Linked DNA regions of Cricetulus griseus: regions 1 and 3 are each linked to region 2. The links are chromatin contacts, called in public Hi-C and Micro-C maps. All regions are on one chromosome and are shown on one strand. The core of a region is the stretch at or near the end of the contact, and the rest is flanking DNA. Distances in the headings are between cores, read along the strand shown.

What was found. A called contact is a pair of places that touch in the nucleus more often than the background predicts.
Region 1: a Micro-C map of the CHO-K1 cell line shows a contact between it and region 2, with 5 times the contacts expected there. The contact joins the enhancer-like site here to the promoter of Hes1 in region 2. A contact is called at or near these places in 4 of 8 Hi-C or Micro-C datasets (the CHK-Q cell line, the CHO-K1 cell line and fibroblasts).
Region 3: a Hi-C map of fibroblasts shows a contact between it and region 2, with 6 times the contacts expected there. The contact joins the enhancer-like site here to the promoter of Hes1 in region 2. A contact is called at or near these places in 5 of 8 Hi-C or Micro-C datasets (the CHK-Q cell line, the CHL-YN cell line, the CHO-K1 cell line and 2 more).

Annotation. Positions count from the first base shown.
Region 1 is chr4:59,232,864-59,236,383 of CriGri-PICRH-1.0, reverse strand. No RefSeq gene overlaps it. Among named protein-coding and RNA genes, the nearest start is that of Cpn2, 26 kb to the right of the region's middle. Within about 2 kb of position 2,088, at least 4 of the 6 cell types and tissues checked have open chromatin away from gene starts, as enhancers often do. A contact at or near this core is called in the CHO-K1 cell line and fibroblasts, where this site is marked.
Region 2 is chr4:59,408,713-59,411,981 of CriGri-PICRH-1.0, reverse strand. It overlaps Hes1 (transcription factor HES-1), which reads left to right and starts at 1,939. Exons shown (of 4, transcript XM_027412913.2): 1 at 1,939-2,325; 2 at 2,481-2,576; 3 at 2,864-2,951. The coding sequence starts at 2,218. It overlaps LOC103164170 (a long non-coding RNA gene), which reads right to left and starts at 848. Exons shown (of 6, transcript XR_003484890.2): 1 at 788-848.
Region 3 is chr4:59,274,772-59,278,379 of CriGri-PICRH-1.0, reverse strand. No RefSeq gene overlaps it. Among named protein-coding and RNA genes, the nearest start is that of Cpn2, 68 kb to the right of the region's middle. Within about 2 kb of position 1,734, at least 6 of the 6 cell types and tissues checked have open chromatin away from gene starts, as enhancers often do. A contact at or near this core is called in the CHO-K1 cell line and fibroblasts, where this site is marked.

The DNA.
Region 1 (3,520 bases), core at 839-3,338, 180 kb after region 2:
GCCAGTTCCTCTCCCTCCAATCATCAGACAAAGCTGTGCAGGCATGGCTGAGGACCACAGTTCAGATCTGAGGTACCCTGTCAGGCTTGCCTGCTGCAGACTGAGCATCCCTCCCCAAACATCTGAGAGTAGGTCCCAAGGACTTGTGCCACCTCCACCAGGAGGGACATAAAATGTGGGGGGGTTGACTGGAATGGAGCCATGATTTCCTGGCAGGGTTCCTGGAATAGGTGCCTGAGGTTACAGGGTCTCCTTTCTCTGAGCTTTAAGGGGGAAAAAAAGATTTGGGAGCAGAAAGACACAACTGAAAATGTCTTCGCAGTCTCAACAAGACATGGCACACTCTGACAAAAAAAAAAAAAAAGAAAGAGTGGGGTCAGGGTGTCCATCCACAGGGAAGAACACTAGTGGGGACACCTGGCTCTATGTCCAGAGCCTGCACCCAAGGTCCAACTGGACTGCCGATTGTCCCATGACCTTGAGCCAGTGCCTCTCCTAATGTCCCCTCAGTTACCAACAAAACCCAGCACAGAGTTCCATCCTCCTGAGCTGTTGTTTCATAGACATCATTTCCAGCTGGGCTTTGGCCAAACACATGGCCAAGCCAGCAGGGAAACTTGTCCCAACTGGTGGCTGCCCAAGTTTTCCTGGTTAGCCCCTAGCCCCACCTGAGAGCCTTCATTTAGGAGTCCACATTAGAGGAAGCACAACTCATTCTGATATACAGTATCTATCCCCTGCCCCTGTTATCAGACCCCTCATCCCATCACACACACACACACACACACACACACACACACACACACACACACACTAGGTGCCTGACAAACCACCCCCCTCTGAGCCCGTAGCTGTTTTCTGCCCATTAGCCTAGGCCCAGTCTATGACATTCTGGGGTGGCCCCGTCTCTGACACCCTGAGGTTAGGCAGAGCTCTGAGATGACATTGCTCATTTGGATTCTAGGAAGGATGGCTGTTCTTCAAATTAAACCAGTTCTCTCTGGACCCCCGCCACCGCTCCCTCCCTCACTGCTGGCCCTGGGGAGAGCTTTGAACAATTCCGTAGAAAAGGAATCTGCCAGGAGGCAGCTGTGTGACTCTGAGGAGTTCCTTTTAATCTCTTTGGCCTCAGTTTCCCTGGACTGGACCTGCTCCACCAGCTGTCTGGACTGAGGACAGCAAGTGGGGTGGGCTTCATAGGAGGAAACCAGGCCCTGGAAATGAGGGCAGGGGCAAGGAAGGAAGCTCACAGCCTCTTCAGTTGCCACTCCTCTTCTGTCCCCTGAGAAGTAGGCTCTGAGGAAACTGTCAGGGCAGGGCAGCATGCATTCTCCAGACCAGGGGTGGGCAAGCTTCTTTTCCCCACATGGCTTGTCTCCAGATGAGGCCTCACACCAGGGAAGGCAGAATATCAAACAGATGGGAAGGTGGGTGGGATGAAGAATAAAGTGGAATATTTATGATAAAGGTCACTCTAGCAGCCTGCTGGGACCCCCCTCCCCCCGGAGGGATGATGTCCCCAGCCTGCTAAGAAGCTAAACAGGGACCCTTCTTTCCAGGATAAAGCCCCATCCCTAAAAATAGAGTCCTTTAAAAAAAAAATCAAAACCCAGAAGCAAGCCTCAGCTCCCACCCCTATAGACATCAAAGGTCCCTTACAAAAGGGCCCTGCTTTATATGTCACAATACTAGAGGCAACCCCGGTGTATGAAAACCTTTATTATTTAGACCCACACAGCTCAGTTAAGGGCTGAAGGAAAAGAGAGAAACCATGAAAGGGAAAGGCAGAAGCTGGTTTCTGCAGTCCCTCGGCTTGTGGAACTTGCTGGGTGGGAGGCTCAGAAGGGGACACGGAACCTAAAGGAGCGAAGTTGGAACGGGCAGCAAGGGTCAGGGCGCAGCTCCAGAGGTGAGCCCGAGTCCTGGAGGAGACAGAGAGCGAAGCTGGTAGAGTGAAGCAACCTGTGCCGGGAGGCTGCAGGCGTTCCCCAGCACCGGCACATCACTAACGTCAAGCGCGGCTAAGCAGCCGCCAGCACTAATTAGGTGCAGATGCAGGCGCAGTGCAAGCCTGGGCCAGGAGCGGCTCCCGGAGGCGCGCGCTCCAGGCGCAGCCACCGCCTCTGCAGCAGGGACCAGCAGCTGCCCGGAGCCCAGAGCTTCCCCGCGGCACCACGGCGCCCCCTCACGGCCATCTCAGGTGGAGAGCCTGCGGAGAACCGCGGAAACAACCACCGGGAGCCTGGGATGCCTGAGCCTTTAGTACATCCCACGCGCATTCTGATTACCTAAAGCGTGTTTTAAAATCCTGACGCCTCGTCGTATCCCATGCTTATTAAATTTGTATATGGGAGTTGGATTCAGACACCAGGGTTTCAAAAACTCTCTCTGTAGGAGATTCCAGTCCACAGCAAAGTTCAAAAGCAGCTGTCCTACAGCGGTAGTTCTGAACTTGAGCTGCATTGGAACAACCTGGGGGCCAGACAGCATGAGGCATGGACTGCTGGGGCGACACCCTGGAGTTTCTGATGCCATAGGTCTGTGGCTGGGTCTTGTGAATGAGCTTTCACTCCCCAGGACATAAGCGGGGCTGGCAGAGATTGAGCGCTGGCTGGGAGCTTGCTAGAAATTCAGGCTAAGAGGCCACCTTCCACCTGCTAATCACGATGTTTTGACACACACGAGTGAGTCCTCTGATATCACGGCTGAGAAGCGCTATTTTAAGCACTGTTTGGTCAGAGCTCACACACCAAGCTGGCAGGAGTGCTTCTCCTGACACCCCAAGAGTGGCAGATCTGCCGGCCAGATAGGACTTCCCAGATTCTTGGATCCAATTATCTTGAACATTGGATGGAAGAAACTGAGACCCAAAGGATAGATGCCCCAGAGCCTGGGTTTCAGGGTGACTCATTGTCCCTGTGGTCTCTGATCCGTCTCCATCAGTCAGGTAGCAAATTGACATGGGCTGCCTCTGCCTTGCCTCTGCTCTGCTTCATAGAAGGGGCTGAGGAAGCAAGTCAAGACACGGGAAAATGGCAGCAGAGAGTGGGAGGTAAGCAGGTGTACAAGGCAGCAGTTTAGAGGTTCTGTCAGCTTCTGACCCTCCCTGCCTAGACTCACAGCCGTGATCACCTGCTTGTAACTGTTCTTCTGAATTCCCAGGGATGGATGAACAGAAGCAAGTCTATAGCACTGAGCATCCTGTCCCCAAAGGGAGCTCCAGCCACAGCATATGGTGGGTTTCCATCTTTTTTGTAGTTGTCGTCCAGTTTTTTGGCTAAGTGTTGAGTGGCCATACAGTTGAGGCCTCTGGACCAGGGTGGGGGATGTCCTACTGTTTGGCCAAAAGAGGAAGGAAGATGGGTGGGGCTAGGAGAAGAGGAGAATGCTGGGTAGAGAGGCAGAGAGGCACCGTGAGAGATGCTATGTAGCAGAGGAAGGAGTAACAGGTCCAGACCCTTCTCTGGTAAGCCAAGACCCCGTGGAAATACATGGATTTATAGAAATGGGTTAATAATTA
Region 2 (3,269 bases), core at 690-3,189:
CGGACGACCGGGGGCAGGCAAAGAGGGAGGCAGGCAGCCGCCGGGGGCAGCGCGCGCCGCCCGCGCCGTGCGGCAAATCCCCCAGGGAGGCCGCCGCCAGAGCCCTGGCGCTCCCGGCCCGGCGCCCGCCACGTGGCACCCGGCGGCGGCGGCGGCGACTCCTCCGGCGCGCGGCCCGGCCAGCCGGCAGCACGCAGTCGCCCGTCTCTTCCCCGCCGTCCGCCGCGGCCTCCTGGATGCAGCGAGGGACCCGGGAAGGGGCGGGCGGGCGGGCGAGCGGGCAGGCGCGCGAAGCCTCTGTAACCACAGCCGCTGAGCGGAGGCAGGAGGCTGACCCTGCCGCTTCCTAAGTGCGGTCAGGCATCTCGTGACCGCGGCGGCCGCCCGGGTCCCTCCCCCGCCGCAGTCGCCGGGGAGGTTTCGGCTGCGCTCAAACCCCAAGATCGGAGTCCGGGCTGGGTTGCTTGGGATGGAGTTGGGGGTGGGGAGCACGAATTCCCTGCTCGCCACCCCTGGGCGAGCGCTGCCCCACCCGGAAGGGCTGACCTTGGCGGGAGGGGTGGGGGGGAGGCTAACGCGGGGCCTGATCCCGACCCTCCACCCCCACGGATTCCTGACTCGCCCAGGCCGGAGGAGGGGGCCCCGGACACACACGGACACACACACACACATACACACACACACACACACACACACACACACCCCACACGCAGCGCGCGCCAATGAGCCCAGGCCAGGCGCAGGGGGCGGGGTTTTCCCAGGCTCGAGCACAGCAGCTGCTATTTACCTTCTTGGCTTCTCCCGGGGACTAGAGCCGTCCCCCGCTCCCGGCCGCCCGCCGCCGGCCCGCCTCCCTGCCCCCGGGGCGCGCGCACACACACACTCACACACGCACGCACACACACATCCTCTGGGTCCGGCCGCAGCCGCGGCGGCAATAAAACATCCTGGCACGTGCTCCGACTCCAGGCGCGCCCTCGCCGGCCGGCTGATGTCAAACTGCAGCTCGGCTGGTGGAGCTCTTAAAGGGCTCGCACGCCGGGCGCAGAGGCCGCCTATGGCCGCCCGCAGGGCGAGGAGGGGAGAGGCCGGCTCCCTGCCTGCCGCCTCTCGGTACTGCCAACCGAGAGCCTGCGGGGGAGAAAGGTATAGAGTGGCGAAGGAGCGCGCGCCCTTGTGGCATTGCTATCAAAGCCCCTCTTGTTCATTTTTCATTTGAAATTCCATTTCCTTTCTGCCCAGTAGGAAATTATTCTGATTGTTTCCTGGAGAAGCGTGAGGTCCAATGCCCCATTCCCAGGAGAGGAATGAGAAGCAAGCTGGGGGGCGGGGAAGGGGCAGACATCCAAAAGCCATCTTGCTCCAAAAAACCTGCCTGTGAAGGCACTTCTCTTTTGGGGTGGTGGTGGTGAGGGAGTGATTAGTTTGGGGGTTTGGGTATTGCTTTCCCCCCCTGCATGAGCAGTTTTCACTCCCCTGAGCATACAGAATTAGAGAATTCACTTTGGACGTTAGAGTAACACACCCTTGCGCGAGTTCCCTGGTTTTTAAATCACTAAATTATGTCTTTTCCTATATTTTCTCAAAATGTTTTTCAAATGAACTTACTATACAAAGTAGTTATATTGCACGTGGCAAAGACAATAAAAATCCAAAGACCTGGCCACAAAAGAAATAGACTATACCAAAGCCATGGCGGAAAAGTCCTTTCTAAAGCAAAGCCCAGAGGAGTCAGCAAAGGGTTAAAATCCTTTTGATTGACGTTGTAGCCTCCGGTGCCCCGGGCTCAGGCGCGCGCCATTGGCCGCCAGACCTTGTGCCTGGCGGCCAATGGGGGGGCGCAGTCCACGAGCGGTGCCGCGTGTCTCTTCCTCCCATTGGCTGAAAGTTACTGTGGGAAAGAAAGTTTGGGAAGTTTCACACGAGCCGTTCGCGTGCAGTCCCAGATATATATAGAGGCCGCCAGGGCCTGCGGATCACACAGGATCTGGAGCTGGTGCTGATAACAGCGGAATCCCCCGTCTACCTCTCTCCTTGGTCCTGGAATAGCGCTACCGATCACTAAGTAGCCCTAAGACATACTAAACCCTCAGCTGCTCAGTAGTTTTTCTTATGAAAGTCAAGTAAAAGGGGCATAAGCAAAAAAATATTTTTTGCGTGAAGGATTCCAAAAATAAAATTCTCTGGGGATTGAGAAGAAAGAAAAAGAGAAAGAAAATGCCAGCTGATATAATGGAGAAAAATTCCTCGTCCCCGGTGGCTGCTACCCCAGCCAGTGTCAACACGACACCGGACAAACCAAAGACCGCCTCTGAGCACAGAAAGGTAAGACAGTACCTGCGTCTCTCTGAAGCTATTACGTAGGCTATGCGCGGAGGGGCTCCTCGTACTTTTCCCTCTTAAAACCTCGGGGTGAAATGGCAGATCCCATGGGAGCTCAACCCTCACCCCCGGTTTTTTTTTTTTTTTTTCCTTTGCAGTCATCAAAGCCTATCATGGAGAAGAGACGAAGGGCAAGAATAAACGAAAGTCTGAGCCAGCTGAAAACACTGATTTTGGATGCACTTAAGAAAGATGTAAGTGAGCAATGCATATTATTATTATTATTATTATTATTATTATTATTATTATCATTATTATTACGAATGCAGTGGTATTTCTCAGGCACAAAGAACCTGACTCTTCCCCTGCTGTGTGAGGATCTTACCCCGCCAGCACTGCCTTCCCCTAGGCGGGAGGGAGGTTCGGGCCTCTCCCACAGGGCCCTGGGATGTGGGACATGCGGGCGGGGTTGGGGACCTTCAGAACAAGAGGCAGTTGACAAGGGGGGGTCTCACTTTCTTCCCTTGTTTCCTCTGCGTAGAGCTCCCGGCATTCCAAGCTGGAGAAGGCAGACATTCTGGAGATGACAGTGAAGCACCTCCGGAACCTGCAGCGGGCGCAGATGACCGGTGAGGACCGCGCGTGCGTCCCCTCTCTGCGGGTGTCCCTTTCGGCCCGCGGTGATTTCTTCCAGACTTCCGCCCGCGGTTGTGAGAGGCATTCAGCTACATTTTACTGCCTTGGCTCACTCCGCGTTCCCACGGTCTGGGTCTTATTTATAGCCACAACTCCCAAGTTGTTACTGCTCCGGAAAGGGAGGGAGAGGTTGTAGCCGAGAGGGTGGTGGGCGGCTTGGCTGTGGTGGAAGCTGGTGAGGGCGAAAGGACTTAGGACTGAGGCGGTTTGGGGCTGGATAGAAGCTAGGGGTCACTGGTTTAGCACCCGTC
Region 3 (3,608 bases), core at 485-2,984, 130 kb after region 2:
AATCTGCACCAAGGTCATAGTTCCCCTCTGGCTTCTGGCAATGCCACCTTCTCTCTGGCCCTGTAGTATGTAATGTTAGCAACTTCCTGTCTTGTCAGTCTTCGGGCTGCTGCCCCCATGTGTACTCTTCATGACTTCCCATACCTACATGACTACCCTCCCTCTGCTGAGGTTTATGGGATGGGTTATGTTTTCTACATGGATTCCTTCTGGCTCTAAATCAGTGCCCAGATGAACCCTAGCCCCCAAAAGAGTCAAAGCGATGGGCGGAAAAGGCAATTCTGGCTTGAGTATCAAAAAGGCAGAGCAAGGCAGGGGTGTCACGGAGGGAAAGCTGAGCTATCTATGACTATAGCTGGTAAATGAGGGTATGTTGAAGTAAGGGTATCCATTCTCAGCCCTCCTGTACCCCTCCCCCTCTCACACCCAGTTGCATAAGGCTGAACCAGCCCTGGCATCCTTGGAAGCTATGACACAAGAGTCCGTGCTTCTCAAGTGCATGGGCCAGATCCTGTGACTCTGAGCAGGCCAAACTTGCAGGTCCACGTCATCTCCTCCATCAGGATTTGGTGAGAAGGCCTCCCACAATGATGTCAGCAAAGGAAGCAGGTGTCTTTCCACTCAGCTACTCCCCACACACACACACACACAGAGTATCTGGGACACAGAAAGGACTCTCAGTTCTGCCTCTTCCGAATATTCCCACAAGGTACACCCTCGCTCTCCAGGATGAGGGCTCTGTCTGTGACTCCAAACAGTCTGACCCTGACATAGTCTGTGGAAAAAGGAAAAATCACACCAAAGGAAGAAATCTGGACCCTTAGCTCCAGGTTCATTGGGGCCCCATGACATTCCCACTCTGATCTTCCCCATGTTTTACATTGTTTCATCTGTCCATAGTGCTAAGAGACCCTCCCAAGTGCCCATGGGCTCCTGCTCAACACAACTGTACTGAGTGCCTACCAGGTGCTGGCAGTTTGCAGAGATGGGTACCCTAAGGTCCTGCTTTCAAAAAAGAAAGAGAAAAGAAAATGATAAGAATAATTGGGGGGGGAGGTGTTACAGGATCCAACAGCTGGGACCAATATGACTTTGGTCATGTGACTCTTGTTGCCTTTGCATTCTCATCATGTATAAAAATGGACAAAATAGACACTGAGTTGTAAAAGTGTTCGTGTAGGAAACCAATTTGGCATAGATTAGACACACTCTAATATCCATTAACTGTTTTCTTTACACACAAGTTTACACACAAGTCTGGGGAAGCCTCCAGAGAGTAAGGCACTGATAAAGGCTTGCTTCTGTTCACACGAGCCCTTCACAAAACCTCTCACCCCGGGATAAGATTTAAAAAAAGAAAAGGAGGAAGAGGAGGAGAGGAGGAGGAGGAGGAGGAGGAGGAGGAGGAGGAGGAGGAGGAGGAGAGAAGAAGAAGAAGAAGAAGAAGAAGAAGAAGAAGAAGAAGAAGAAGAAGAAGAAGAAGAAGAAGAAGAAGAAGAAGAAGAAGAAGACAGAAGACAGAAATAAAAAACAAACAAACAAACAAACAGCCTGGTCTTTCCCATTTTGGTGATCGTCTGCAGCCTGACCTCGGAGGCATCCCATGTACCCCTGACAGCCTGACCGACACCCCTCCCGGCCGGATGTGAACGCTGAGGGCCAAGGTTGGGAGCGTTTCCGGGACGGCTGGGTCACAGTGTGGCTCTGCAGTGTCTGGCAGCCCCACCCTTCCTGGCAGCCAGACCTCCTCCTCTGGCCTCTGAGAGCCTGCCAGCACCCGGGAGGGAGAGCTGGCCCTGGAGACGCGAGGTCCAGCTCGGCGGGGAGGGCAGGACCAGGCAGCGGGGACCGACGCTCTCCACCCCCACCCCCTCCCCCCCGCCCCCTGGCCTGCCACACACTCCTATCTCACTCAGCAAGTGCCGAGTGCTCCTCCTAGTGGGGAAGGAAGGATGCGCGACCCCGGCCTGGGCCCTCCTCTGGGCAGCTAGAGTCCAGCATGATAATGGCTGGATGGCAACATCAGCTGGTCCCACCCTACCTCACAGTAGGAAAGGCCCGTTCATATCAGGTGCCTTTTGAGCGTGCCACATTTTTGAGGATCCATTTTACAGATGAGAGCACCGAGTCAGTCTCAGGCTGGACTGCAACTGCTTTCTTTGCCACACCCCTGGCCGGTACCCATGGCCCATGCTTTTCCACCTGGCCACACAGACATGACACCATCTTAAAAACAGACCTCATTCTCCTCTTTGCCCTCTGACCTTAATCACCAGAAACCAAGTGCCCCAGGGGTATCCTGATTAAATGTCTTTTGACTGGCTGATCACTGCTGTTCTTGATGCCATTCCTTCAGAGTTAGTGCCCCCTCACCCCACCCCCACCCCACCATGCATCAACACGCCTAACCCCGCAGGAGAAAGGGGCCTTCTGCTCACTGTGGGGAGAGAGAGAGTTGAAAAAGTTGCCTCTGATTAACTGTATCACATCAGCCTGGGTCACACGCTACAGGGAGTGGGGAGTGTCTCCAGCTCTGTCAGTAGAAACCACAGAAGCCTGAAGGCTGTCCCCTGGAGAGCCTCCAAGCCCCCACCCTCACCCCTGCTCATAGTGGTATTTTGGAGCAACTCACTCATCAAGGAGGGTAGGGGGCCCTTATTCTGTCTCCCAGAAATAGGCCTCCCAACCTGAATGAAGCCACATGCCGCCCGGGGGGATGTGTGTTCTGGGGACCAGCCCTGGAGGTCTAGTCTGGAGACGCTAGCCTGGAGGCTCTTGGAAGCCACAGGAAGAGGAAGGTCCCCTGTCCACCATCCCCAGCCTGGATCCTGTCACAAGCCTGAGCTCAAGGACAGAACAGGCAGGCAGTGAGCTGTGTTTTCTGGGAAAGCAGCCAGTCCTTGTGCCCTCAGGCTTCCGGGCACTGAGGAGAGTGGTAGAGCAAGCACTGGCCGCCTCAACTCCCTCAGGCCCAGGCTGAGTGGGCACACCCTGTTTCTGGTGCCAGAGAAGCACAGCAGGGGTCCACAAACACTCAGCTCTTTGCTCTCAGTGGGAGGAGGGACACAGTGGAGGCTCAGAGCCGCACCAACCTGTGTCCAGGAGCACACGGAGTGCCAGTTTCCGGTAGTTGATTCTAAATCTGTCCTGTGCCCCCTGTCTGGCTGAGCTGTCTGAGGATAAGGGAAAGGCATTTATTTGACCAGGGCTTCAAAAACGCAGAGCTCCAAATCCTAGGTAGTGTGCCTGTGGGCACATGTCATTTCTCCTAATCCCAGCCTCAGTTTCCCAGATGTGTTCACCTTCCTGGTTGCTTGACGCTTAAGATGTATCTGGACACACTGAAGCACGGTTCTCCTACAGGGGCTGCTGTTTCTTACTGTCAAAGAATCGGATGAAGTCCTGTTAGCCCATCAGAGGAGATGAAGATAAGAGTGGGTGTGAACTCCCAAGTGTGGACGTGGGCACTTACTTTGAGACCCTCGGAGGCGGCCTCCTAGTTCCTGATAGCTGCCACAGCTAAGAACAAACAGTGGATGAGCCTGGAACTCATCTGGATTCCTCACTGGGCCACTCAACACGCCCTTGGGAAGTTCCTTGTCTAAGAA